Linked DNA regions of Rattus norvegicus: regions 2 and 3 are each linked to region 1. The links are chromatin contacts, called in public Hi-C maps. All regions are on one chromosome and are shown on one strand. Each heading gives the region's core, a stretch centred on a gene start, on an enhancer-like site or on the middle of the called end of the contact. The rest is flanking DNA. Distances are from core to core; before and after follow the strand shown.

Evidence for each region. A called contact is a pair of places that touch in the nucleus more often than the background predicts.
Region 2: a contact with region 1 is called in a Hi-C map of Schwann cells, with 3 times the contacts expected there. The contact joins two enhancer-like sites. A contact is called at or near these places in 10 of 12 Hi-C or Micro-C datasets (the A7r5 cell line, the Rat2 cell line, Schwann cells and 6 more).
Region 3: a contact with region 1 is called in a Hi-C map of mammary epithelial cells, with 1.9 times the contacts expected there. The contact joins two enhancer-like sites. A contact is called at or near these places in 8 of 12 Hi-C or Micro-C datasets (the Rat2 cell line, Schwann cells, hepatocytes and 3 more).

Annotation. Positions count from the first base shown.
Region 1 is chr15:9,594,058-9,597,589 of GRCr8, forward strand. The region is part of intron 3 of Ube2e2 (ubiquitin-conjugating enzyme E2E 2); the gene reads left to right. Among named protein-coding and RNA genes, the nearest start is that of Ube2e2, 180 kb to the left of the region's middle. Within about 2 kb of position 2,199, at least 8 of the 93 cell types and tissues checked have an H3K27ac peak or open chromatin away from gene starts, as enhancers often do. A contact at or near this core is called in Schwann cells, where this site is marked.
Region 2 is chr15:9,724,975-9,728,176 of GRCr8, forward strand. It overlaps LOC120096911 (a long non-coding RNA gene), which reads left to right. Exons shown (of 2, transcript XR_005493832.2): 1 at 1-1,213. Among named protein-coding and RNA genes, the nearest start is that of Trnas-aga36, 90 kb to the right of the region's middle. Within about 2 kb of position 1,822, at least 14 of the 93 cell types and tissues checked have an H3K27ac peak or open chromatin away from gene starts, as enhancers often do. A contact at or near this core is called in Schwann cells, where this site is marked.
Region 3 is chr15:9,809,873-9,813,445 of GRCr8, forward strand. LOC102552344 (a long non-coding RNA gene) reads left to right here. Exons shown (of 2, transcript XR_359812.5): 2 at 3,248-3,573. Among named protein-coding and RNA genes, the nearest start is that of Trnas-aga36, 4.9 kb to the right of the region's middle. Within about 2 kb of position 2,014, at least 4 of the 93 cell types and tissues checked have an H3K27ac peak or open chromatin away from gene starts, as enhancers often do.

The DNA of each region.
Region 1 (3,532 bases), core at 949-3,448:
ATGTTCTAAGCAGTTTGCTGCCCATTTGCCTACACCTGTCCTCCTGCTCCCACACACATCTGCCCTCCTGCCCCCCACACACCTGTCCTCCTGCTCCCACACACCTGTCCTCCTGCTCCCACACACACCTGTCCTCCTGCTCCCATACACACCTGCCCTCCTGCCCCCCACACACCTGCCCTCCTGCCCCCCACACACACCTGTCCTCCTGCTCCCACACACCTGTCCTCCTGCTCCCACACACACCTGTCCTCCTGCCCCACACACACCTGTCCTCCTGCTCCCACACACCTGTCCTCCTGCTCCCATACACACCTGTCCTCCTGCTCCCACACACCTGCCCTCCTGCCCCCCACACACACCTGTCCTCCTGCTCCCACACACCTGTCCTCCTGCTCCCATACACACCTGTCCTCCTGCTCCCACACACCTGCCCTCCTGCCCCCCACACACACCTGTCCTCCTGCTCCCACACACCTGTCCTCCTGCTCCCACACACCTGTCCTCCTGCTCCCACACACACCTGTCCTCCTGCTCCCATACACACCTGTCCTCCTGCTCCCACACACCTGCCCTCCTGCCCCCCACACACACCTGTCCTCCTGCTCCCACACACCTGTCCTCCTGCTCCCACACACACCTGTCCTCCTGCCCCACACACACCTGTCCTCCTGCCCCACACACACCTGCCCTCCTGCTCCCACACACACCTGTCCTCCTGCTCCCACACACCTGCCCTCCTGCCCCCCACACACCTGTCCTCCTGCTCCCACACACCTGTCCTCCTGCTCCCACACACACCTGTCCTCCTGCTCCCACACACACCTGTCCTCCTGCTCCCACACACCTGCCCTCCTGCCCCCCCCACACACCTGTCCTCCTGCTCCCACACACCTGTCCTCCTGCTCCCACACACACCTGTCCTCCTGCCCCACACACACCTGTCCTCCTGCCCCACACACACCTGTCCTCCTGCTCCCACACACACCTGTCCTCCTGCTCCCACACACCTGCCCTCCTGCCTCCCACACACCTGTCCTCCTGCTCCCACACACCTGTCCTCCTGCTCCCACACACCTGTCCTCCTGCTGTTCCTAACATCACTTGCACTTGCTGACCCCAAGCCCTGCAGCTGACTGTTTAAATCCCAAGAAACCTATTTATTGAAAGCCAAGTTCATGATCTCCTCAAACTAGAAAAGGAAACTTGAAACACTAGAGACTTTTAGAAACTCTGGTCACTGGCATTTTAGAATTCTGAAGGGATAGTAGACTGGTTAGGTAAATCCTAAGTTCTGATGTAGAAGTGCCAGGGGTTTTAGGTCCAGTTTCAAACAACTCAAGCCACTGACCCTGTATTATGTCAGTTGGGTGTCTGAAGCATACAGTATAAACCAACATCTGCCAGGGTGGGAGGCAGCTGTTGTGTTGTTTCCACTCATATGGGAATAGGAATCGATGAAGTACATCTGCCCTTGTGTTCATGGAAGAACTTGGAGAGGAGAGCTTGGTGTATGGAGACCATGCCACCATCTTTGAGTAGGGCAAACAGGGTACTATCCAGTCCTACAGACTTGCTCAGAGAAGCCTATAACTCAGGCCGATGTTCCTGTGGCTGAACCAGGCCCTGTATTGGTCAGGTAGCATTGATCCTGTGTGATAGCATTGTCCATATATACAGCTCTATGACATGGCTTTAAAAGGCATTTGCTAATTGTACAGCACTTGAGGCATTATTAGGTGACAAAAGTTTTACATATCATATATACTTTTTTACTTACTAAACACAGACAAAAGTAAGAAATGACTACTTGGGACCTTCAGAGTACAACATTTACCCTTGTTGTGACATTATGCTCAGGACTGTTTCATATTTAAGCATGTTATTATAAAGCATTGCTTTGTAGTTTAAGTGGAAGCTCTCTGGTGTTCAGATTATTAACTGTAAATTTAGATTTTAGTTCCTGGCTTTCTGTAGCTAGTGAGAGAATGAGGAGGAAATTGGGGTTGCCTGGAGTGCAGAAGCTGGCCTTCAGTCCCCAGCAGAGGCAGACCACCCTGTCTCCCTGGACTAAGGTGTGGTCTCCGGGGCTGACAGCGTAGGCAATTGCAATAATAGCCTTTCCACAGGGATGAGAGGAAGCTTCTTGATGGCTCTGTGCAGAGCCCACTGTGTCACCTCTCTGATGACCTGAGTGGGAGGTTGGCTGACAGCCACAGAATGAGTCACCCTCCCAGCTCACTGTGGACAGTGGAATGCACATGGTAACATTTGATGCACATCTCCTCGGAAACATTGAGACACACAAAAGCACCTGATCTGTGTCTGATCTGATTTTCCCAGGTGTCCTGTTTGTGTAATAATTCTCTCACATTACTTAGGTCCCAGTCCAAACAACAAAACCACCTCTCTTCCTAGCAGTCAGGGATAAATATTTGCTGAGGCCATGCCTTATGCAGATGAGCAGACACGGGGCTCCAGCTGAACCTGCCAGGCATTCTCGCCAGCACTGAATTAGGCTGCAGTACAACAGCACCCCCTTCACAGCCAGTTCTGACTTATGCTTTTGTCTCTAGTCATGAAAGGGAAGGTCCTGGAAATATGGGAATCTGAGTTACTTGTAAATGTGCTTTTCCCAAGACTAATCCTGTGTGCCATTTCCATTTTACTGCCCACTGGCTGTATACCAGGTAACCCCTGACCCAGTGGGGACTCACAGTCAGCCACAGAATCTGCTCAGCCTTCTAACACACCAGAAACTTTTTTAAAAGAAAGTTTTTTTCTGTCACAGACTTCCAGTAACATGCATGTGACTTCTCTCTTTGTCTGACTGTGTAGACCAGCCTGACATCAAAGTCACCATGTAACCCAAGCTTACACCGAAACCAGGGTCCTTGTGTGTCAGCCTCCCCCGACTGTGAAACCAGCTGTGATTTCTTTTTTGGTGCTTGCCAGATACTCTATGATCCACTGTCAGTAATGGACAAGTCTTGTGCCCTTTGGTCCACTGGTCACAGTGGTACCATGGCCTGAACCCACTGGAGAATGTTCTATGACTCAGACACATGCTGTGTGTCTCTTGTTAAAATAGTAAATAGTATGATAAAGTGTGTATACACAGCCTCCTGGACACACAGCTTCCAAAATACTTGGCTTCTTATCTCTTTCTAGACAGTGAATGTAAGTAAACACCAATGTTCATCACCGTAGAATCTGGTGTACGTCACTCCGAACTTCCTTAAAACTTGAGGCGCACGCCGTGTCCCTTAATTTTACTGAGGAGAGAAGCATGTGTTGCAGATTTTATAGGTTCCTTTCCACTTCTTGGTCATGAGATCAAGATATGAAATTGTCACCGTGGTGACATGTGGAGATGTCCATGAACCAAGAGATATCTAGACAGTTGGTAGTATTCCAGGGCAAGGCTGTCCCTGCTGGTGTGACGTGATCTGCTTTTGATCCCGATAAGGACTGAGAAGAGAAGTCCTCTAACAGTGACTGAGCACACAGTTCCACAAGCTCCTTATGTGAT
Region 2 (3,202 bases), core at 572-3,071, 130 kb after region 1:
ATGTCCACCCAGGTTTACGTCCCCCGAAGAATATGCTTTCTTTCCTGAGTCACAGAGTCTCAGACAAAGAGATCAGTTAGAACATTCTAGCACATCAGCAAAAATTGTGAATTCCAATCCAAATGCAATTTGAAGTTTAAAGACACTTGAAAACGTTTGAAAATTAAAAAAAAAAAAATTCTACCTTAAAGTGGTTACTATATCAGTTTTGTTTTTAAAAATGTTTGGGAAGTACTTCTTTGAGGCTGATGAAACCACAGTATTTAATGATCTGTGCTATACTTGTTCTGCTGACATGGTTGTGCCTGAGTCTCCCAAGCTGTGAATTAATTTTTCTAAAAATCGATATAAATCTAACAGAGCACTTCGAATTTCCGTCCACAGAACTTCCAGGTTTTTTTTTTCTATAACCTAAGTGTGTAGCATGTAGATATGACTACAGTCTGAAGACGGTTTTGATAATTTTGTCCATTCCATGTCCCTACGTGTCTCAGCCATAGGTGACTGGGCAGCTGTCTCATAATGCTTATAGCAACCTGCCAGATGTTTACAGGAACGTTCTAGAAAACTATAGAATGCTAAAATGTAATCTCTGGGGAAACCGAGGTGAGGAAAATATTCACTGTTTTTTTCCCCTAGAGTTCAGTATCAGGAACTAGTTTTAGATAGAAAAGTAAACTCCGGTTCTTGTCTGGAGAGGTGGCCCAGTGTCTAAGAGAGGGCACTACATTGCCCAGGACCCACATCAAGATAGCTCATAACTATGCATTGTAACTCCAGTTCCAGGCCACCTAATGCCTTCATCTGGCCTCACCTCATTAAAATTAGGAAGCAGACAGGAAGGGGCTTCCAGGAAGACCCTCAAGGACTCAGTTCCTCCATTTAGACTCTGCTTCCTAACAGCCAGTTGGTCTGTGAATCCCTCAGTGGATTGATCACTGTACTCGGTTGAGACTCCTGTGATTGAGTCACTGCTCAATAGTGCCACCCTCTGGGGCTTGTTTCTTTAACGCATGAGCCTTGGGGACTGTAGGAACTTCACGCCCAAAACCAACAGAGACAGAAGCTGTGTGGTGTAATCTCTGAAGAGACCGATTCACTTGCCCAAGTTCAAGAAGGGAGTGATGTAGTCTAAAAACTTCAGGAAGCATTCGTCTCTCGAAAATCCAAAGGAAAGACTGTACTCCCCTGAGAGGAACTGGGGAGAGACTAGGTGAGTTTGCTGATGGGGGAGGCTGACCCACGTCTCCCTCAAAACCTATACACTGACATCCTAGTCTGCAGAACGACAGGCTGTAACTGTGTCCCGGAGATGAGGCTTTAAAGAGGTAATTAAGTTAAAACGAGGTTGTTGGGGTGGGGCCTAGCCCAATCTGACTGGGGTCCTAATAAGAAAATGGGATGAGGACAGAGAGATGGCCCCAGGACTAGGCAGCCTGAGAGCAGCCATCTGGGAAGCAAGGTCAGTGAGCTTGGAGGAAACTAGCCCATCGAGGTGCCTTGGACTGGCAGCCTCCAGGATGGTGAATAAAGCTCTCAAGTTAAAGTCCCTGGCCCTTGGTGTCACGTAATGGCAACTGGCAGAGACTAATCTGGAGTGGCAAGGCCTGAGGCAAGACTGAGTGAGCAGAGCTCACAGGGAGACCTGGTAGGAAGCACCAAGTGGACTGTGCAGGGGCTGCTAACTCAGAGATGTCCAGAACTGGGTGTGAACCCAGTTTGTGCCTGGGTTCTGGGCCCAGAAGTCAGATGCACAAGAAAGGCCACAAGAAAGCTGGAGACAGCTTCAAGCTCGGTCTGATGAGTCATCTACATTTTTATGAAAACAGTGATTCGTTTTCGATGACTGCAAATCAACCGCCCAGGGGCTGGAGAGAAGTCCAGCTGCTAAGAACACTTGCTGCTCTTCCTCGGGATCCCAGTTTGCTTCCCAACACCCAGACCAGGCGCTCACAACCACCTTCAGTCCCACGTGACCCCACACCCTTTTCTGGCCTCCTTGGGCACTGCATGCACATGGTACATTTAACACACATCCAGGCAAAACACTCATACACATAAACTAAAAATAAACTTTTTTTTTTTTTAAATCCAAAGACTCTACTCTAAAGCTAAGCTAGAGCTTTGGCTTCTGTAAAAAAACTAGAAGAGCCCTGTGAGCTTCCTCAGAGGTCAGGAGCCAGGACTGACTTCTCCATTTTGTAAGTACAATGCAAACACGTGACATCACACTATGAACTGCAGGTGAGAAAGGCAAGCAAGGCCTACGCAAGCATCTCTTTGAAATTTAGGGGTTGAAAGGCTTTACAGTCATGTGTATCCTGCCATTACAATACAAGGGGTGTGATTCACCCGCTGACTTTGTTGGTAGCGATTTATGGTGGAAGAAGTTACATAATTAGCCATACCCAGCAGCCCTGGAAGCTTCCAATATCCCAGAAAGAGCCTTTAAAGGGCTTTTGTGATCTTAAGCTGGTTTTTTTTTTTTTTTATAGTTGTTTCTATTTCCAGAAGACATTGGAAATAGCTTTAAGTATATGTGTGTGCTCAATGTCTAACACTCAGATACACACGGCAGCTAAGTCTCTCCTTCAGTGCAAAGGAAACTTGCTGTAATTCGAACTTCGAACAAGAGAGCCTCTGTTACTCTTGCTGGGGGGCGGGGGAGGGGGGTCTTGGTTGTAGTTCTAGGCCTTGGAGAAACAACACTCCCAGTTGTTCATGTTCTTCACACAGGATGCCTGAGACAGAATTAGCAACAACAATTACTGTTCAGATCTGGCTTGCCTTTTTTTTTTCCTTCCAAGGCGCTTTGCATATTTTATGGAGAAGTCTCAGTTGAATTAAAAGACTGAGGAAGCTGGAGTCTCTTCCTAGGCCTGAGGAGCTTCTGTTAGAGAAGTCTGGGGCCAGTTGCTCACACCAAAACTTCACTGGAACTTAGTAGTGTCCGGCAGGCCAGGCTTCAAACAATACCCCCAAGTCTTTGATTCCTCTTATCTCAAATTCTTTAGCTGGCAGCGCTAAGAAATTATATCACTATCTTGTAATTGCACACACACACACACACACACACACACACACATACATGCACACAAGCAGCACATACACATACATGCACACAAGCAACACACACACACACACACACACACACACACACACTGCTCTTCTGATGTTCTGGAGGTGGGGCAGGGGAGGGGAG
Region 3 (3,573 bases), core at 764-3,263, 220 kb after region 1:
AGCCAACTTGGGGGGTTGGGGATTTAGCTCAGTGGTAGAGTGCTTGCCTAGCACACGCAAGGCCCTAAGTTCGGTCCCCAACTCTGGAAAAAAAGAAAAAAAAAAAAAGCCAACTTGGGTACCAGGTTTCACTGACCTTTGGAATGCAAATTAGGGGCTGAGGGCAGGACTTTGTGCGCAAAGGTGCTTGTGTACAGATGAATGACTTGAGCCCTATCCTCCCTAGAACCCGTGAGACGGAAGTGAGAGAACTGACTCCCACAAGGGGTCCTCTGACATATACACCTAAACACACACGCACACACATGCACTAGCACACGTACATACACGCGTGCACACACACACACACACACACATTTACACATGCACCTATGTGCACACTAAAAAATGAAAGATAAAATGCAAGTAAGTTAAATTCCTCCAGCAAATGGCTCTTAAGTCCATCTGTCCATCCTGCCCCTCTCCCCCTTCCCTTCCACCTGTCCTTCTTTCCAGCAACAATTCTGTATGTTTAGCACAGAGTCAGTTGGGATACCTGGGGCCTGAATATGGGCACCAACACCACAGAGCCACAGTCCCCATCTAAACTCTAAGATGTAAGACAGTTGGTTCAAAGCTAGGCAATCCATCCAGGTTATAGGGCAATGTGTCTGTTAGACATGTGGCTTACTTGATTCTGTCTTTGACTCCTAAACTGTCTTCACCGTCTTGTCCTGTTTGAAGGACAGACCCTATCTTCTAACCTAGTCACTGAGTAATGAAGAAAGGGGAACTGTTTTCTTAGACAGCGGCTCAAGAAGCAAGAGAAGAGTGCCGGGAATTCTCTCTCCCACAGCTTCTACAGAATGCCCAAGCCTGGGTAAGGCAGTGCAGCACTGTATGACCCCCTCAGCTCGAGGGCCTGCAACGATCTTGCTTTGGAGTTCACATGTGGGATAAACCGCAGATGTGTCTCCGCGTAGAAAAACCTACGTTTTGCCTTTCCAGGCATCTGCCTTGATGCCCACACCAGCGTTTTATTATCGGCTATGACTCTGAAGTGAGATGCTGTTTTGCTTAAATTAAATGAAATTGTTACTTCACTGACTGGTGTAAAAAAAAGAAAAAAGCCATCCCTTTGCTGACCTCGCATCCTGTAACCCTGACGTATCTCGGGATTCCCTGTGTGATAATTGTCTTCTGAAAGGAAAACACAAGGAGGGCTTACCTCACTTCTTCAGCTTTCCCAACAGCATCAGAGCTCCCTCTTGGACCTTAAGCTGGCATGACATTTTCTATATACAGCATTTAGAGAATATGAGGATGAGTTGAGATGTAGCTCGGGGTTCAATCACCCTATTTCAGTGGGTTTACATAAGATGCTGTAATCACAAGAAAAACAAACAACATATATATATATATATATATATTCATCCATAAAGAAGAAGAAAATTTTGGCACTGTCAGGAAAATGGGTGCAATTGAAGATAAATCAAATTAAGAAGATGAAGTCATTCTCAGAAAAACTATATTTGCCTTTGCCCATTTGTGGTTCCTATATTTTATACGTAAAATCATCTACGAAGGGTCTGGAGAGAAGGCACAGCGATTTTCAGCCACAGTCATACAGTGCTGCACTGCCTTACCCAGGCTTGGGCATTCTGTAGAAGCTGTGGGAGGGAGAATTCCCGGCATTCTTCTCTTGCTTCTTTAGCCACTGTCTAAGAAAACAGACCTGAGTTCAGTCCTCAAGCCTCGCACTGGGTGGCTCACAATCACCAAGCTCTAACTCCAGACCACCAGACACCCTATTCTGGCCTCCACCAGCAGCACCCTCCATGCACACCACATACACAGAAACCAGAAATAAATCTAAAAGTCACACGTGTGTTTGTGTGTGTGTGTGTGTGTGTGTGTGTGTGTGTGTGTGTGTGTGTGTGAAAGCAGAAGTCAAACTGTCAGAGACCGTCGGTGAGCGAGGCAGGGGCGGTGGGAGCGGATGTGCTCAGGGTGTGACAGTGTATGACTGTTGTAATGCTGAGAGGTCTCAGCAGAAGGCGGGGCAGGAGAGGCAGCTCTGTGGTTCAAGATCCCCAGTCTGTCCTCCAGAGGACTGCGGTTTGACTGCCAGCACCCACTGTCAGCTCATGACTGTCTACAATTCCCGTTCTAGGAAGTCTTGGAGACACCAAGCACCTATGAGCAGACATACATAGAGGCAAGACATCCAGAAAATAAAAACATATAAAGAAAAAAAGGGAAAGATAGGAAAGAAAGGAAGGTTAGGGAAGGAGGGAGACACACAGAGCTAAGGTCTAATTCTGGAGGAACACAGGCTTAGGCAAACCCATAGGTCTGTCCCTACACCCCTCATTTTAGCTCCATCCAGGTGGCTCTCTACTTTCCCACCCAAACACTCCTAACTTATTAGACAATATTGGAGAGAACACTCTAAGGATAAAATATCTGTGAGCTGGATGACCATAAAGATTTACTTAAGGGCAGCCTTGGTGGCTCATCTCTGTAAGCCCAGCCGCTTGGGAGGTAGAAACAAGAGGATAAAAAGTTCAAGACCAACTTCAGCTCCGTGTTGAGTTCAAGGTCAGTCTGGGCTATATAATTAGACACTGTAAAACACAACAAAAAGGGGTTGGGGATTTAGCTCAGCGGTAGAGCACTTGCCTAGCAAGCGCAAGGCCCTGGGTTCAGTCCCCAGCTCCGAAAAAAAGAAAAAAAAAAATTGTTAGTGGGCAACAGAAAAGGATAGGTAAAGGAAGTATATAAGGTTCTCTAGAGTCACAAAACGTATGGAATGCACACACGCACACACGCACACACAGGATTTATTGGAGTTGTTTACAGACTGCAGCCCAAATTATATATACAACAATGGCTAGATGTGACTAGGAAATCTGAGGATTCAGTAGTTGCTCCGTCCCCCAAGGCTGGGTGTCTCCGTTGGTCTTCTGCACGTGCTGGAATCTCAAAGATGAAGGCTCCATTGCTTGGCAGAAATCTCTCACAGGTGTGCCCTGCATTTCTGAATTATAGTTCACTCCAGATGTAGTCAAGTTAACAACCATGAATAACCATCACAGGAGGGAAAGGGGAAGGGTGATGGGGGAGGAGGGGAGGAGAGACGAGGGAGGGGGAGGGAGGGGAGGGAAGGAGAGAGGAGGGAGAGGGGGAGGGAGGGGAAGGAAGGAGAAGTCTTATGGCAGGGGAGAGTGGGTTCTGTCAGACTGAACCTCTGCTTTGCCTCCTGCAGTGAACGTCACCCTGTGGGTCTGTTGGGAGTTAAATGAGATGGTGCAGCTAGATCCGGAATTCGGCGCTCAGGAGAGCTCAGAGGATGGCCTTCCTGGTTAGCCGGCATTCATCAGGATGACAGCTCACTGTGCTGTCACTCTTCCTGGGTGGTTTTTTTATTTCACATTTTCATAACAGTCTCTGATGATTTCATTCGAAGGAGGAAGGTCTCTGGGAGTTTCCTGTGTGCACAATGGGGTCACCAGGTTTCCCTAGGCATGTACCCAAGGATGCCACCACCATATTTGCTTTGGTATTTAAAATAAAGGCCACACTGAATCTCGT